Linked DNA regions of Sus scrofa: region 1 is linked to region 2. The links are chromatin contacts, called in public Hi-C maps. All regions are on one chromosome and are shown on one strand. Each heading gives the region's core, a stretch centred on a gene start, on an enhancer-like site or on the middle of the called end of the contact. The rest is flanking DNA. Distances are from core to core; before and after follow the strand shown.

Region 1 (7,660 bases), core at 3,131-5,630, 230 kb after region 2:
GAACCAGGCAGAACTGTGGATGTTTTCCCCCCTTTTGATGTGAGCTTTCTAATAGGAACAGACCTGAAACCCAAAAGCAAATTTCTGCTTGAGAGCAAAGCCAAAATTCCCATTCAAACTCTGCAGGAGGACTCCTGCTGCTCGGATTTGTTCTTATAAGATTCTGTCATTTAGAAGGAGGCTAAAGACTTTCCGGGAAACTTTTTGTGCAAGTTTTTTTTCCTATACTTCATAAATTATGGTTTACAGGTTCAGTTCCAATCTACTTATCCAAAAAACTCTTTTCTTCTGTTAACATAATCTCACATGACTTAAATTTAAACTTTCATGGTTTTCTGTTTTATATTCAAGTGCTAGAGTAACCTTTTATTATTTATTATTATTTATTTTAGGTATGGTTTGTTTTCAGACTGCTGTTAGCAAGACAGTAAAACCTCCATTTTTTAAAAACTCAATCCACTGAGACCTTTAGTCAACCAGATTTTTTTTCTCTGACTTTGAGTGGTTTTTTTGTTTGTTTGTGTGTTTTGCTTTGCTTTGCTTTTTAGGGCTGCCCTAGTGGTATATGGAGGTTCCCAGGCTAGGGGTTAAATCAGAGCTGTAGCCACTGGCCTACACCACAGCCACAGCAATGTCAGATCTAAGCCTCATCTACAACCTACACCACAGCTCATGGCAATGCTGGATCCTTAATCCATTGAGCAAAGCCAGGGATCAAACCTGTGTCCTCATGGATCCTAGTCAGATTTGTTTCTGCTGAGTTTCTAGGACAAGAACTCCAGTTTGAGTGATTTTGATCCTACAAGAAGAAAAGCTAATGCCAATGGTTTTATTTTTTAAAAAAGGGTACATGGGGCCCTTTTAGGTTGTCCTAGAGCAATGTTTCTTAAAGTTTGGTCCCCTCATGTGCAGCATCCCTGTCACCTGGGAACCAGGAAAAATGCAAAGTCTTGGTCCTAACTATGTCTCTCTAAACCAGAAACTCTGGGGGTGGGGTTAAGCAATCTGTGTTTTAACAAGCCTCCCAGATGATCCAGGGGTACAGACAAGCTGGAGCATGGCTGTCCTGGAGATGCCCCAGACAGGTCCTCCACCTGCCCATGTCCAGGAATGTGTGGCAGACTCTGAGGTTCAGAAGAAGTGTCCTAAGATCCTTTCGTGTGTTCCACAATAACAAGCCATCTATTAAGTATCTGTAAGCCCTGGGGCCTCATGAAGCATGGATAAAAAAGCCATCATCTCTGCCCTCTTGGAGCACGTGGAGACCAAAAGAGGTCTTAAGACCCTGAGAAATGTTCAGTGAGAAGTCTTCCCACCCCCTCGAAACCTCTGAACTATATCATCCTCATTATAAAGACTCAAAGAAATACTCATGTGTGGTAACCATGAGGTACCTAGTAAGATAGTGAAATAGTATTTGGTTTTACATGGTGTTTCATGTGTCAGAGGAAACTCAAAAAGGTTTCTAGTTAACCGCAAGTTAATGAGATAATTTAATTAATTAACTGGAACCCAGCATTTCCCTAGTGGCTAGTCAACCCCATGACTGTTACATTAGGCAAGTCTAAGGGAAGAAAGCGTGAGAGCCGTTTTAGATTTGCTTCCCAGACCACTTGAGTGGGCTCTCAGCTGACACAGAGGGCACACCTGGGCTCTGCTTTCCCATAGTTCAGTATCTGTTTACTCCCTTCTCTGATGAAATCTGCTCATTTATTTTAATTCTAGAAAATTATAATTTAAAATACCATTTTCTAGAAGGTCTTACCTCTATTGCCACTTCAAAAATAATGATACGAGAGTTCCAACTATGGCACAGTGGGATCATTGGCATCTTGGGAGCACTGGGACAGAGGTTCCATCCCAAGCCCTGCTCAAGGGGTTAAGGATCTGGTGTTGCTGTGGCTGCAGTTTAGGTTGCAACTGTGGCGCGGATCTGATCCCTGGCCTGAGAACCCCATATGCCACAAGGTGGCCAAAAAAGAAAAAAAAAAAAATTGATGGTATGTTTGAAATCCATAGAAACCCATGAATACCTCTTTCTTCCTAAAGGAAGGTGATCATTTGTTGCCCCAGCCATGAAAATAGTCACTGGCCCATGTGCCAGAGACCAATGATGGGAATCAAATGATGATCAGATAGATGCTGAAATTATTATTTTATTTGAGTAGCGTCTACCTCTCTTTTCTGATTAATCTGGGTGGACACTCTTAGAGGGATGACAATGGCGTGGGTGGGAAGCAGCTCTGATTTTCATGGATGGAGGATACATGCTTTTTGTGTATTTTATTGACCCTTTAAAAATTATATATGTGTGCGTGGGTGTATATATTATACATAAAACTATATACAAAATTATATAGAAAAATATATAATCATTTTTCACTATCAAATGATTAGTAACTCCATGCCATTGGGTGGCATATTTCCTTTTGGACGTCCATGATAAAAATTATCTTTTTCTAAGAAATGAGGGAATCTATCTTTGTTTATCTTTGCAGGCTTCATTATATTTATACAGGTGATATGCAAACATCCCCAACCCCTGAGGCTGGAAGATTAATTAGAGCAATTGATGGTAGAGAAAATTGGTCCCTAAAATCTAAACCAGAAGCATCCAAAAGTGGGGTGGATGTGTGATAGCCCTAGTCCCAGAAAGCCTCCAGCACAGATTGAGCAAACATGACATATCGATCATCACAGAACCTATAATTGGTGACCAAAAGCACCGTGTGGCTTTAATGGCCCTCCCTGAATCCTTGCCATCATTTAATTTTTTTTTTTTTTTAAAGAAAGCAGCTGTTTTTCCTAAATTCATGCTGCCCTCTAGTGGCCATGCTCCTAACCTCACAGGGAAGGTGGAGAAGATGAATGTGGAGAGAGTGAGTGGTGGGAACCACGGAGGTGGTAAAAGGGTGACCCACTTCTTTCTTTTCTCTCTCTTCTCAGAGAAAGGATTCCTGAGTTCCTCAGCCAAAAATGAGAAAGCAACATGAAACTGAACCACTTAACCACTGTCCATTTTGACTGACAGCCTGGCTTATGTACTATCCATCACTAAGCAGCACTGAAGGAACCCTGTGAATCTTAATTCATTAGCCTCCCATCTTGGCATGTGCGTGCGCTTTGGAATCCAGCCCATCTCAAATCCATTAAATCCCACTTAGAATATGGAGGTGGAGGAAAGGGGGACACATACCAAACTGGCTTTGAAAGTTCAAGTTTCCCCCATGGAAAAGTAAGGAGGAGTCAGCCTAAGTCAAGTTTTTAATCTTTGACATCCTCCTATCCTAAAGGCTGCATAAGGATTTGGACTAGAAAGGTAGCGTTGCATTTGTATGGCGTCTGGTCTGGTATTGGCACTTTGCTAAAGCCACCGAGAACGTCCTTTCCCTCCTTTACTGAAAATGAAGATCTTGAGATTCTGACCTCAGGAGAATTCTTCAGTATATGTAAAGAAATACTTTCAAAGAACAGTTCCCTGTTCTGTCTTTAAGAGTATAGGAAGTACAGAAAAATAATAAAGCATCATAGAAACATGTAAGCAAACTATTGTTTAGGAAGTCAGGGTGAAAATTGTTTCTGGCTTCAGTCTCAACTGGCACACAAAAAAATGTAACCAGAGAAGAAAACCCCAAATTTGGATTGCTAAGAAAATTTAACAAAGGAAGGTTGTTGATTTGTTTTGGAGTCTGGGGCCATTGGGTGTTTTTGTTTTTGGAGGGGGGCTGTTGTTGAAGCATGGAATATCAGGCATTGTGTTTGATCTCTGAGATCTATGCATTTCTATTTGATTGAAATGTAGCATGTGTCCAGGTAAGAACCAATCATTAACGATGTTCAAAAAAGGGAGCCTCTCTCAGACCTGGGACCCCATCCTGTCCATCTCTGCCTACCCAGACGACCCCCAATACAAAATAATTTCAAAAGCATTGACATCTGAGGAAAAGTATGTTGACTGTTTCCTTTCCAGGATTCACATTATCGAAACATCTGCTGCCAGAGAGCTTTTAAATCTGTCAGCCTCATATTTCCTCGATATAGCGAGGACATTGAACGGTCCGGTCAGGTCTGGGCAGGGCCATAACATCTCTGACTGGAATGTGGGGACCAGGGGCTTAAGGCAGGACAGTGGAGCTGGTTACTAGGGATCGGGCTCAAAGGTGCAATTATCTCTCGGACTTGCCCTCGATTTCACATTTCCCACTAACAGGTGATGTGAGGGAAAAACTAGCTCTGCATTTTTTTTTTCCCCTCCTCTCCTCCCTCTCCTATCTCCTTCTCTTCTTCTAAAATGACAAGTCTCATTTCAGCTGCCCTCGGAGCCCGGAGTGCATTTTCCACAGGCTCTGGCTTGTCACTTGTCAGCGTGTCTGCCCACTCACGTGACTGCTTGTGCAGCCTCCCCGGGGCTGGGAGGCTGGCTTCTCAGCCTTGCATTCCTCTCACCTTCAGTACAGATTTTGCCAAGATACTTTCTCTGCTGACTGGTTTCCTTCCCCTGCTTTTTTCTTCCTTATAAACAAGCGGGTGAGACTTGACAAGGCCCAGCATTTGTCTAAAGAGCCTGTGTAATCTGTTCTCTCTCAGTGGAAAGTTTAACCTTCCATCAGGCCTCACTGGAGGGGGCTGAGCATTGGGGCCAAGTGTCCTTTTCTCAAAGGGATGTGTTGCCTGGCATTTGTGTCAGCTTTCTTTTAGGAGACAGATGCATTCTAACCCTTGATTAGGTGGCACATACTGTGTTTTGTTTTTTTTTTTTGACCAGTGCTTGGTAGAAAGCAGTGTCTCATAACCCCACAATTTGGATTCTCTCAGGCATCCAGAGTATTTATGTTTGGCGTGCTTACTCTTTGTGCTAAAAATAAATAAAAACTACCATTTACTTTAATCAAGAATAAACATTGCTGGTAGAAATCATCAACCTGAAATAAAACCGACAGCAGCTAAGCCTGCACATAATGCAATTTATTATGGACGAAAAAGTGACCAAAGGTTTATATTTTGTTGATGTATTGAAAACAGCACAAATTCACAGGAAGGAATTAGCCTTTGTAGAAATAATGAAAACAAAATAAAATCGAAGTGAACTTAAAACTACACACAATAAAATAGGTTGTCTAAACTTCAGTGGAGGGCTCAGGTCTTCCTGTCACAATTTAGAGCTGCATAATTTTACCCAAGGAAATGTAACCTTGTGGAAATAAGTGACTTAAAGAGATTTAGAGATCTTAAAGAGATATGCCTGGTAAAATTTGATATTTGCCAAAAGCTGAACGAGGAATTTAACCTTAAGGAAGATATTACATGGAAAAGAATTGATCCTATTGAAAATAAATTGAATCAAATGCAAATGAAAATGTTAAAAATAGAAGGTGGCTTTAACTTTGAATTTAAAAAATGAAGGAATTTAAGTTCTATTGTAAATCACCCATTCTTCAATTTTAAACAGAGAAAAAAAATAAGAAATTAAATTGACTAAATGTAGTTGGCTCTGAATAAATAGTGCTTTTTGAAAGAAAAATTATCAGGTGTGTTTATGTGTTATATTCATAAGCCTGAAGCCAAAGCATCCTAGTGGTCAAAATGGCAGAATTCAAATGTCCACCACTGAAAAACATCAGGGTTAGCAGACTAAGATGAAAATATCCTTTGTTTTATACAATAGAAGAGGAGAATTCAGAAGTGTGTGCTCACTTGAGAGACTGGCAACCTCCCCTGAGCCTCGCTCTTCAAGGTGGTCATTGCAGCACTTAGCAAGGATGGTGTGCCGCCAGTCCACAGAGAAGACAGCAGGAGCCCTCCAGGACCTTCAGGGGTTTAGCAAGCATTGCCTGCCTAGAGCATCCCATCCCAACCCAAGATGCAGAGTTTACCTGAGACACTTGCCTGAAATCATGCTCCACTAATTGGGAAGGGAAGTCCCACTTTCTATGTCTTCCCTGCCCTTCCATGGCAGGTGGAAAGCCTTGCCCTGTTTCATTTCCAACCCAGGGCTCCCCTGATGGGTCTGTGAAGCAGGGAAAAATATGCCTCCCATGGAGGGGAGATTTTGTCTTCTCTCCACAAAAAAAAAATACTGCTCCCAAGCAACCCATTTCTTTAAAACCATTTTAACATCTCCCTTCTTTTCCTTTTGCCTGAGTGTTTAAGTAGCTTCTGCTGCAGGAGGATGCCGGGCTGGGAGCCTGTAATTCTGCAGGCTCTGCTAAATCCGATGTGATGTTCGTAGCTGAGCTGATAGAGGATCACACAGGCTGACCTCAGACTACCGCTCCAGCCCCTGCTCAAGGTCATAAAACACGGGTGTTGATTCCTTCCCCATTCCCAGTTTCCTCAGGACCAACACATAACAAAGACCAAGGAATGTGCTTTCTGGAGAATGTCCTTCCCTGTGTATGATGTTTACAGCTCTTAAGGCAGGATGATAGTGTTCAGTCCGCGGCTCTCTTTCCAAACCAGACATCGTGATGGCTTTGTTTTTGTAGGAGAAAAGTGTTCAGCATAAAAACAGCACCAGTGTTGAGGAATTGAGGCTGTTGCCTTCTGTTACTTTGCCTTCTTCTTTAGTAAGGCAAATATTTAATCTGTACTTATTTTTAAAACATTTCCAATGCGTGTCGTCTTATCAGATGTTAAAGTGTGCGTGTTTAACAATTGAAATCCATAACTGTGTGGTTCTGTGTACATTGAGTTCGGATCATTTTAATGGTGTTAATGAATGTATGGAGTCAACAGATCTTTATTGAACCCTCCCTTGGCACTAAGCACCGTTTCAAACACCAGGTGTTAGAAGTCAGGGAGAAGGGAGTATTGTGGAGGTAACATGCTAATGGGTTATTTGTAGTGTCACGGGGAACCTTCGAGAATGGACCAGAAAGATTCTCAAATACACTTTCCCTCTCTGTCGCTGGGCCCACCCTCCTCTTCCCAACACTTGTCCTCACTCTTCAGAGGCCACGAAGAGGCTAGTTCCCTGCTGTACGGATACAGATTGGAGAACAGGAAAACCATAAGGAGCCCCATGTCCTTTGTTCTGTAGCACTAATTGGACAGACCTAGTGATCTCCAACAGATCAAAATCTGTTTGTCATGACGCAGTTACACTTACAAACATTTATGATAACAGCACCTACAACAGTGATGGCCAAAACTAACATGAATAGTGATAATAAAATTGATGATGTCTTGATTTTACAAATAGGAATTTATTGGTCCAACCCACACTCCACCATCAGATAAGTTCTTACCCTTGTGTGAGTCAAGATTATTATTTGTTTACAACTGAAATGTGAATGGCAGACCACTTACTCTGATAGTTCATCTTTAGTTCTATTGAATATGGAGTGAAGAGACTCGAGCTTATGTCAAAGCTGGGGGATATAGGCTAACTATAAGTAAGCACTTCCCAGCTCTGGGTATGAAATACAGTTGGCAGGAAAGCAACTGAAAATTCTTTCCTTGGGGATTTTTGAGGGCTAGCTGAGCTCCCCTTTCTCTATATTATGGGAATATGGGCTATAGGTTTTTAAGAGCTGACTTGGTCCAAATCAAATTTTGAATCTCTGACCACTGGATCTGCCTCCTACATCAGGCAATATTATACCTGGCCTCCTTATCTTCATCAGGGAAGCATGTGGAAATGCTAAATCATCTATTTCAA
Region 2 (7,086 bases), core at 1,519-4,018:
CAGTGTCCACCTCTTCCTACTAGGAATTTCCTCAATCTGTCCAGATTTTAAGCACGCCTTCTCTTTATGGTCCTGCAGAGTGGACCATTTTCCTTGGGTTGCAATAAGTTAGGGAAGCTTTGCAGTGTATTCCTGGTTGCACCCAAGTTCCAGTGCAGACCTCGTTTGCTCTCCACCACCTGGTGGCTTCAGCATCTCCTGAAATCTAGGAGCCCTGTATTATCTTAAAACAAATCAGAACATTAGTGACACCCTATCTGCATTAGCTATCTATTGTATATTTTACTTCTTACCCTTCTGGTTCAAGCCTGGATGTTGCCAATAAATCGTGTGTTACCATTAAAGAGGCTATTCATCATGCTTCCTAATGTGATTAATCAAGATACACCACAGTACCCTTAAAATGAGATCATTTTGATAAATCATGTATGGCATGAAAAGACTTTATTCCTTTTAAGTGCAATTTAGACTGCAATTTTTTCCCTCATTTATGATTCATGGGAGAAACATGGATAAAATTCCCTTGCACAGTTACACCTTATCTACAGCAATAACTCAAAACCGCTTTTAGATGAAAATTCAGGGTCTTATTCACCAAAGCTGAATGCCAGCTCATTATTTTCTGGCATTCAGTAGTCCAAAAATAATGTCTGCACATTAAACAACATTCTCAAAAAGTTGGAATTGGCCAGGTACCAGGCACATCAATTACACTCCATCATCCTTAATAAGGAAGAAATATCAGATGTCCTCTTGGAGTTTTTTGAATCAGTAATGCACAGCCTTCACCTTCTCAATTTAGAATGATTTGGAAGCAAAAATGGTAGTAACAAAAAAGTATGGGAATTTTAGCTGCTTTACATGAGTCTTTTCTCCTGCTGCGTAAGGCTCAAAGGAGGTATTTTTTTTCTCCTCCCATACGGTTCATGCTTTTTCCCCCATTCCCTTTTTCTTGTTTCACAAATGAAACTACCATTTTGTTAGGTCTGAGTTTTGTTTTAAGCTGCTCTATCTGTGATGCAGGCTTTCCCCTCACAGCTGTCACAATAATTTGGGAAGTCATATTCATAACCTCCAATAGAAAAAATAATTTGAAAATGTGCCTTCTGGTGAGATCCATCAAGTTTAAGGTCACATTTTTGGTTAAAAGTCAGACAGTGATGCTATTCATTAAACTGAAAAATGACTTGTTTTCCACTAATAGGGAAATAAACTCTGGATGAATGTTAAGTCATGCTGGCACGCACTTATATAGAAAGTAAAAGGAAACACAGATATATTTAATTTGGACATGTAAAGTCAACAGAGTTTTAGGTCTTTCTTGAGACAGGGAACCAGGAAGATTGGTTGAAACAAATGTGAATCATTAGAAGTTCATTTGCCTCCTTTAGAGGATGAGAGGATTTAAAGAAGGACTCAGTGTCGCTGTGTTTTTTCAAGCACTGTTACCTATGAATAAGAACATGTAATTTATTTCGCTGATGTTCTTAGGGATTTATTTTGGGCAGTGGATCAGAACCCTGTATTTGACTCTGTGCTCAAGTAACCCGAGAGTGCACATATCCTGTTCCTATCCACACCACACAACACATGCAAAAAAACTAAGTTTATCTGGGATCTTGTAATCATGCTAGTGTCCCTGTACGTTAATCAAATAGAAACTGACAACAAAGATTCCTTGCATATTATTCAACCATACTTTTATTTTTTCCAATATAAAGAGCGAATTAATAATATAAGAGCATTAATGCTATACTCGCCTTGTTTAGGTTTCCGTTTCCCATTTATGACTTTCTATTTTTGCTAAAAAAGATCTGTAAATTTAAAAAATATGCATGTATCTCATTAAAAAAGTTTCCCCATTCTAGCAACACTCAGCAAATCTCCAAAGAATGCAAGTGTAGAACATAAATATTTTAAGGCCTCATAAAATTGTCAGTGAATATTTTTTCCCCTTAATACCATGTTTGTTTCATTCCAGTTTACTACTGCAATTTTATTTTCCAAAGTGGCTTTTAATACAATACACAATTATTTCCAACAGGGTTGGGTAGGTCACCTCATTAAGCCTGAAAAGATCGGGCCTCTTGTGATCCTCAGGAATATCCTTGCCTTTATTCCTAATTAAAACGGCCCTCCTAAACTCTCTCAAGTTTATCAATATAAATAAGTAGCTAAGGGGGAAATAATCGCAGTTGGAAAGTTAGCGGGGCAAGGTGACCTGGTCACCAGACCCGAAGCAGCACTGTGTCTGCAGTGGTGCCCTGCCACCTGTTGGCTTTGCTGACACATAACAGGGAATTGATGTCCCTCTCAGCAGTGCCTTAACCCTCTCTGACCCCCGTCCCAGTTCATCACCCTGAGAGAAAAGAAGGGGCCGTTTGAGAATTCCAGGCCTCCTGATTTCCTCCATCATTCATGTCCTTGGCCACATGTTTCTTCTGCTAATACTCAAAATTTATGGCCGAGCACATTAAGGGCAGCACAAGTCCTTCCCTTCTTCTGGATTATTTCAGAGTTTCCTGTCAAAAGGAAATCCAAGAAGATGTGTCCTCAGCGGATTGTATGTGACAGTGCCTGCTTCTATCTCAGGAATCTGAGGCATGATGGATAAACTGTCACTTTTGAAGGATGATGTTTTCTCCATATTTCCATTATGAACCAGGCTGTCATCTCCTAATAAATTTCTTGCATTGGTATCAATTTATTTTTACAAGCAGAGGGTCTGATGTACTTGGGAAAGGCACTGACAGCAGAGCTGGCCCAGCTTGACAGAGCTGGCTCCACCTCATTTTGGAAAACTGCTTTGGTTCCAAGGACAGAACTTGACCTGCAGCCCTTGGGAATAAAAAAAAAAAAAAAAAAAAAAAAAAAAAAAAACTGTGAGAGGAAGAGAGACACATGAGGCCAAGTTCCTTCTTTTAAGCCAAAATAAATCAACCCTGTAGGACTACTATGACACAATATTATTTCTAACACAACCCTACAAACCCAGATGAGGAATGCCATATGTAGTTATTTACTAAAGATAGACCATCACAATAATGCAGGGAAACTGTGGATGGATTCAGATTATAGCTAGCCTGACAATTTCACTACTTTCACCCTCAGAAGGGATCTCAGCAGCGCTTTTCTGCATGACAAGTGAGGAGCAGAGCCCATCCGTGTAATGAATAATTTGATTACTCGTGGTGTGCAGGTCCCTGTTGTAACTACTATGAAGGGTAGGAGAAGCCATAAAACATTAGCCCTATCTCTTAAGAAACTTAAATCTAACTGAAGAGGTAAGATGCTATACAAAATTAAAGTAACTCATCATGAATATTTAATGAGCAATGCTAAGATCTTTGTCTCTTACCTCACTTAATCTTTGCCTTTAATGAGAAGGGAGGTGGTAAAGCATCATAATGGTTAAGGCAGTAGCCATTGGAGACAAACTGCCTAGATTTGTGGCTCAGCTCTGCTATGTGCTAGCAACCCAAGCACCTACCTAATTTCTCTGGGTCTTAGTTTTCCTCATCTGTAAAAGAGGAATAGAATTTAGCACTGCTTCACAGAAGTGTTGTAAAAAATTGTATAGATGAATATGTGGCCCATGTTTACAAAATAAGTACAAATACTCATTAGCAATTTTTTAAACAATATCATCATCATGACTATTATCATTACTATCTAACAGTGAAGGATGGTATGGCTTTAGGAGCTGATTACCCCAGGTCATACAGCTGGATGGAGCTTGGATCTAAGTCTCTTAAGGCATTAGGGAATAGGAAAGAGGGAAGTAGAGGGTGTCCAAGTTGTAAATAAGTTGAAGACAGAATCTTTGATGCTTAATTAGTTTTTTTTCTTACTATTCTTTTCTCCATAGCCCCAAATATACCTTAGATGTCATTTAATAAGGGTTTTATGTAGTGCTGTGCTGGAAATGTTTAACAAGCAGCTCTCTGGAAAAAAAATTTACCCATGTATGTGTATACATCAGCTTAGTGTAATTTTTATGTATATAAACTATGAGTAAACATATTGTTATCAAATAAAATTAAATGTATAATCCTTTTTGTTATAAATTCTATTCAACCAACTCATTTTCACTGAATTTTTTTTGTTTTTATAATTTTGGAACCTAAGGTTGCAATTGATGAGTAAGTGTAGTTCTGATATGAACATCAACTATATTCTTTTCTTACTGAATATTTCAAAACTTCACTCTTTTGTCAATGGCATGAGTAACTTCTTTACTGAATCAGATAATGTCTTTTGAATGTTCAAAGACTCTTTCCTCAAGAATTCTCCTGTAGTCCAGTGGGTTAAGGATCTGATGTTGTCACTGCAGCAGCTTGGGTTGCTGCTGAGGCTGAGGTCCAGTCCCTGGCCCAGGAACTTCCACATAATCTATGCATGGCCAAAAAAATATATTTTCCTCAACTTTTCAATGCTATTCACAATGCAATGGCTAGACACAACACAACTTTTAAATTTAATCTGCATAATTAACATTTCCCCATCATTTTCTTAAGTTTAAAAAATCAATAAGATAGTTAACCCAAAATTTGTAACGTTTGTAAATTTCCACTGTAATTATTCCCATCATGGCCAATGTAAGTTACCAAAGTAACATTACTGAAGAGCTGGGAAGAGATCTGAAGTAATACATTGTTGTATAGTATTTCTGCTATGTAGATATAATAGACATGAATAATTTCAAGAGCATAAATAATAGTAAAATTTTATAAAATAATTGGGAAGTGCTGAGTTTTTGTGTATATTATCTTTACTTTTAATATAATTTATCCAATTGCAAGTGTATGCAATTTAATTTTAAATAATGGCTATGTTTAACAGCATAAACATAGCATTCCTGAAAATTTAACCTTTGGTTTTTGTGAGCTGGTACAGTCTGATCACAGGCACCATTAGTTATGTCAAGCCTAAAGGGCCAAAGAGATCTGAAGTACTCCTATGTCTATGTTGAATAGTCAATTATTTATTCATAAATAAGTTAATGGTTTTATTTGCACACAAGACCACAAAACATGTTGTGTATTCATATGACTTTAATCACATCTGCAAATAAATACCTACCTTAGTATATGTACTAAACTCAGGCAAGTTTTCTTCACCAGGCAGCATCAAGTTCATTGTACAATGGTTGGAATTTAGGTTGTGAAATCCAGTCATGTTGGTTGGAATTCTAAATGCCCTGCATATTAGCTGGGAGCTCTTGGACAAGTTATTTAACCTCTCTAAATCTTGATTGCTTTATCTGTAAAATGATAGTGATTGTGGTACTCCTATTTTAAGGTTGTTGAAATAGTTAAATCAAAGGGTGTGCTTTAGGAGTTCTCTTGCGGTGCGGTGGGTCCAGGATCTGTTGTAGTCACTGCAGTGGCGTGGGTTGCTGCTGTGGGATGGGTTCAGTCCCTGGCCCAGGAACTTCCACATACCACAGGCACGGCTAAAAAAAAAAAAAAAAAAAAAAAAAAAAAAAAAAGAGTGTGCTTAAAACGCCTCCATGTGATTTATGCTCAAGAAATATGATACACACACAATCATGTGTGTACCCTCATTACTTGGAGGCTATAGTATATTACATTCCAATTACATTCTGTTTGAACATATGACACAAACTAAATTCTCAGCAAGGATTAATAATTAGCAGCGAAAGGTTAACTTTTGCTCCATCATATTTCTGTGGACAAAGGGGATTATTTGTTTATTAAAGATAGATATTCTGCCTTTAATTTTTCCCATGCTATGAGTAAATACCCTCTCATTTGATAATCCTTTCTCAGTGCTTGGAGAAGTTGTTTGTTGGGAGCTGCAAGGAAGTCACTATTAATGTGGGTCTTGGCCCCCGTGCTCTTGAAGTCAACAGTACTGCCGACGAGACTCGACAAGTGTCCAGCTGACAGTGACATGAGGCAAAGTGGAATGCTGGCTGGGAGAGGAGTTTCACAAGGACCTGGGGCCTCTGCTGCAGAAAGGAAGTGCCACTGGGGAAGCCACTTGGGCTTTGGGGGTCAGGCTGCCTTGGTTTCTCATACCTTTCTGGATTTTAGAACTATGTAACCTTGGACATATGCCTTATCCTTTCTGGGTTTCAGTTTTCTCATCTCTCAGATGAGAGTAATAATAGGACATCCTCATGTGTTGGAAAACCATTAGCACTGAGAGTGCATTCAAGAAATAGTTGTTCTAGTTCCACACGGTGCCTCTTTTGCTTTCTATGCTCTTCTCCTTCCTCCTTAACTCCTACTTTCCCTCCCTCTTCTGCCACCTCTCCTTGCCCTCGGATGGGAGGGATTGGAAAGATACTTGATGGAAAATGTGTTGTTTTAGGAGTTCCCGTCATGGCGCAGTGGTTAACAAATCTGACTAGGAACCATGATGTTGCGGGTTCAATACCTGGACTTGCTCAGTGGATTAAGGATCCCACATTGCCGTGAGCTGTGGTGTAGGTCGCTGATGTGGCTTAAATCCCACAGTTGCTGTGGCTCTGGCATAGGCTGGCGGCTACAGCTCCAATTCGACCCCTAGCCTGGGAACCTCCACATGCCCCAGGAAGCGGTCCTAGAAAAAAGCAAAAAGACAATAAATAAATAAATAAATAAATAAAGTCTTGTTTCAGATCACCCCTGGTAGGGTTTTAATATTTAAGTATTTTAAATGGCCAGAAACAATGGCACCATTAAATAAAGTTTAAAAATCAAATCATCCCAAACCACATTGTTCATAAAAGTCTTTCAATCTTTGCTTATTAACTTTTACCTCTTGCAAATTTTATGTTGATAAAAATCACAGCATATGTAATAATCTAGTATTTGCTGTGTCTTCTTAGGATTACGTAATAAAATTTTTGCGTATTTATCTCTTTCATAGTATATTTGATTACCATAAGTGATTATGAGTATTTCCATGATGCCCAATGTTTAGATTGTCTTATTCTTTTATTGTTATGTGTTTGCTAAAGTATTTTGGAAACCACTGCTCTCAATGATTAATAAGGTCCTTTAAAGTTCATACATTCTCTGATTTGCTTATTTGTGTAAAGGTCTACTTCCATTCCTGGTTCTTTTCCTTCCTGCC

The links. Hi-C and Micro-C count contacts between places; a contact is called where the count stands out from the background.
Region 1: a contact with region 2 is called in a Hi-C map of skeletal muscle, with 4 times the contacts expected there. The contact joins two enhancer-like sites. A contact is called at or near these places in 11 of 47 Hi-C or Micro-C datasets (alveolar macrophages, embryonic fibroblasts, fetal heart ventricle and 5 more) and 1 of 2 datasets of contacts at active chromatin or transcription factors (skeletal muscle).

The regions. Positions count from the first base shown.
Region 1 is chr14:79,039,526-79,047,185 of Sscrofa11.1, forward strand. The region is part of intron 5 of LRMDA (a long non-coding RNA gene); the gene reads left to right. Among named protein-coding and RNA genes, the nearest start is that of KCNMA1, 1.1 Mb to the right of the region's middle. Within about 2 kb of position 4,381, at least 10 of the 83 cell types and tissues checked have an H3K27ac peak or open chromatin away from gene starts, as enhancers often do. A contact at or near this core is called in fetal skeletal muscle and skeletal muscle, where this site is marked.
Region 2 is chr14:78,811,698-78,818,783 of Sscrofa11.1, forward strand. The region is part of intron 5 of LRMDA (a long non-coding RNA gene); the gene reads left to right. Among named protein-coding and RNA genes, the nearest start is that of LRMDA, 860 kb to the left of the region's middle. Within about 2 kb of position 2,769, at least 14 of the 83 cell types and tissues checked have an H3K27ac peak or open chromatin away from gene starts, as enhancers often do. A contact at or near this core is called in fetal skeletal muscle and skeletal muscle, where this site is marked.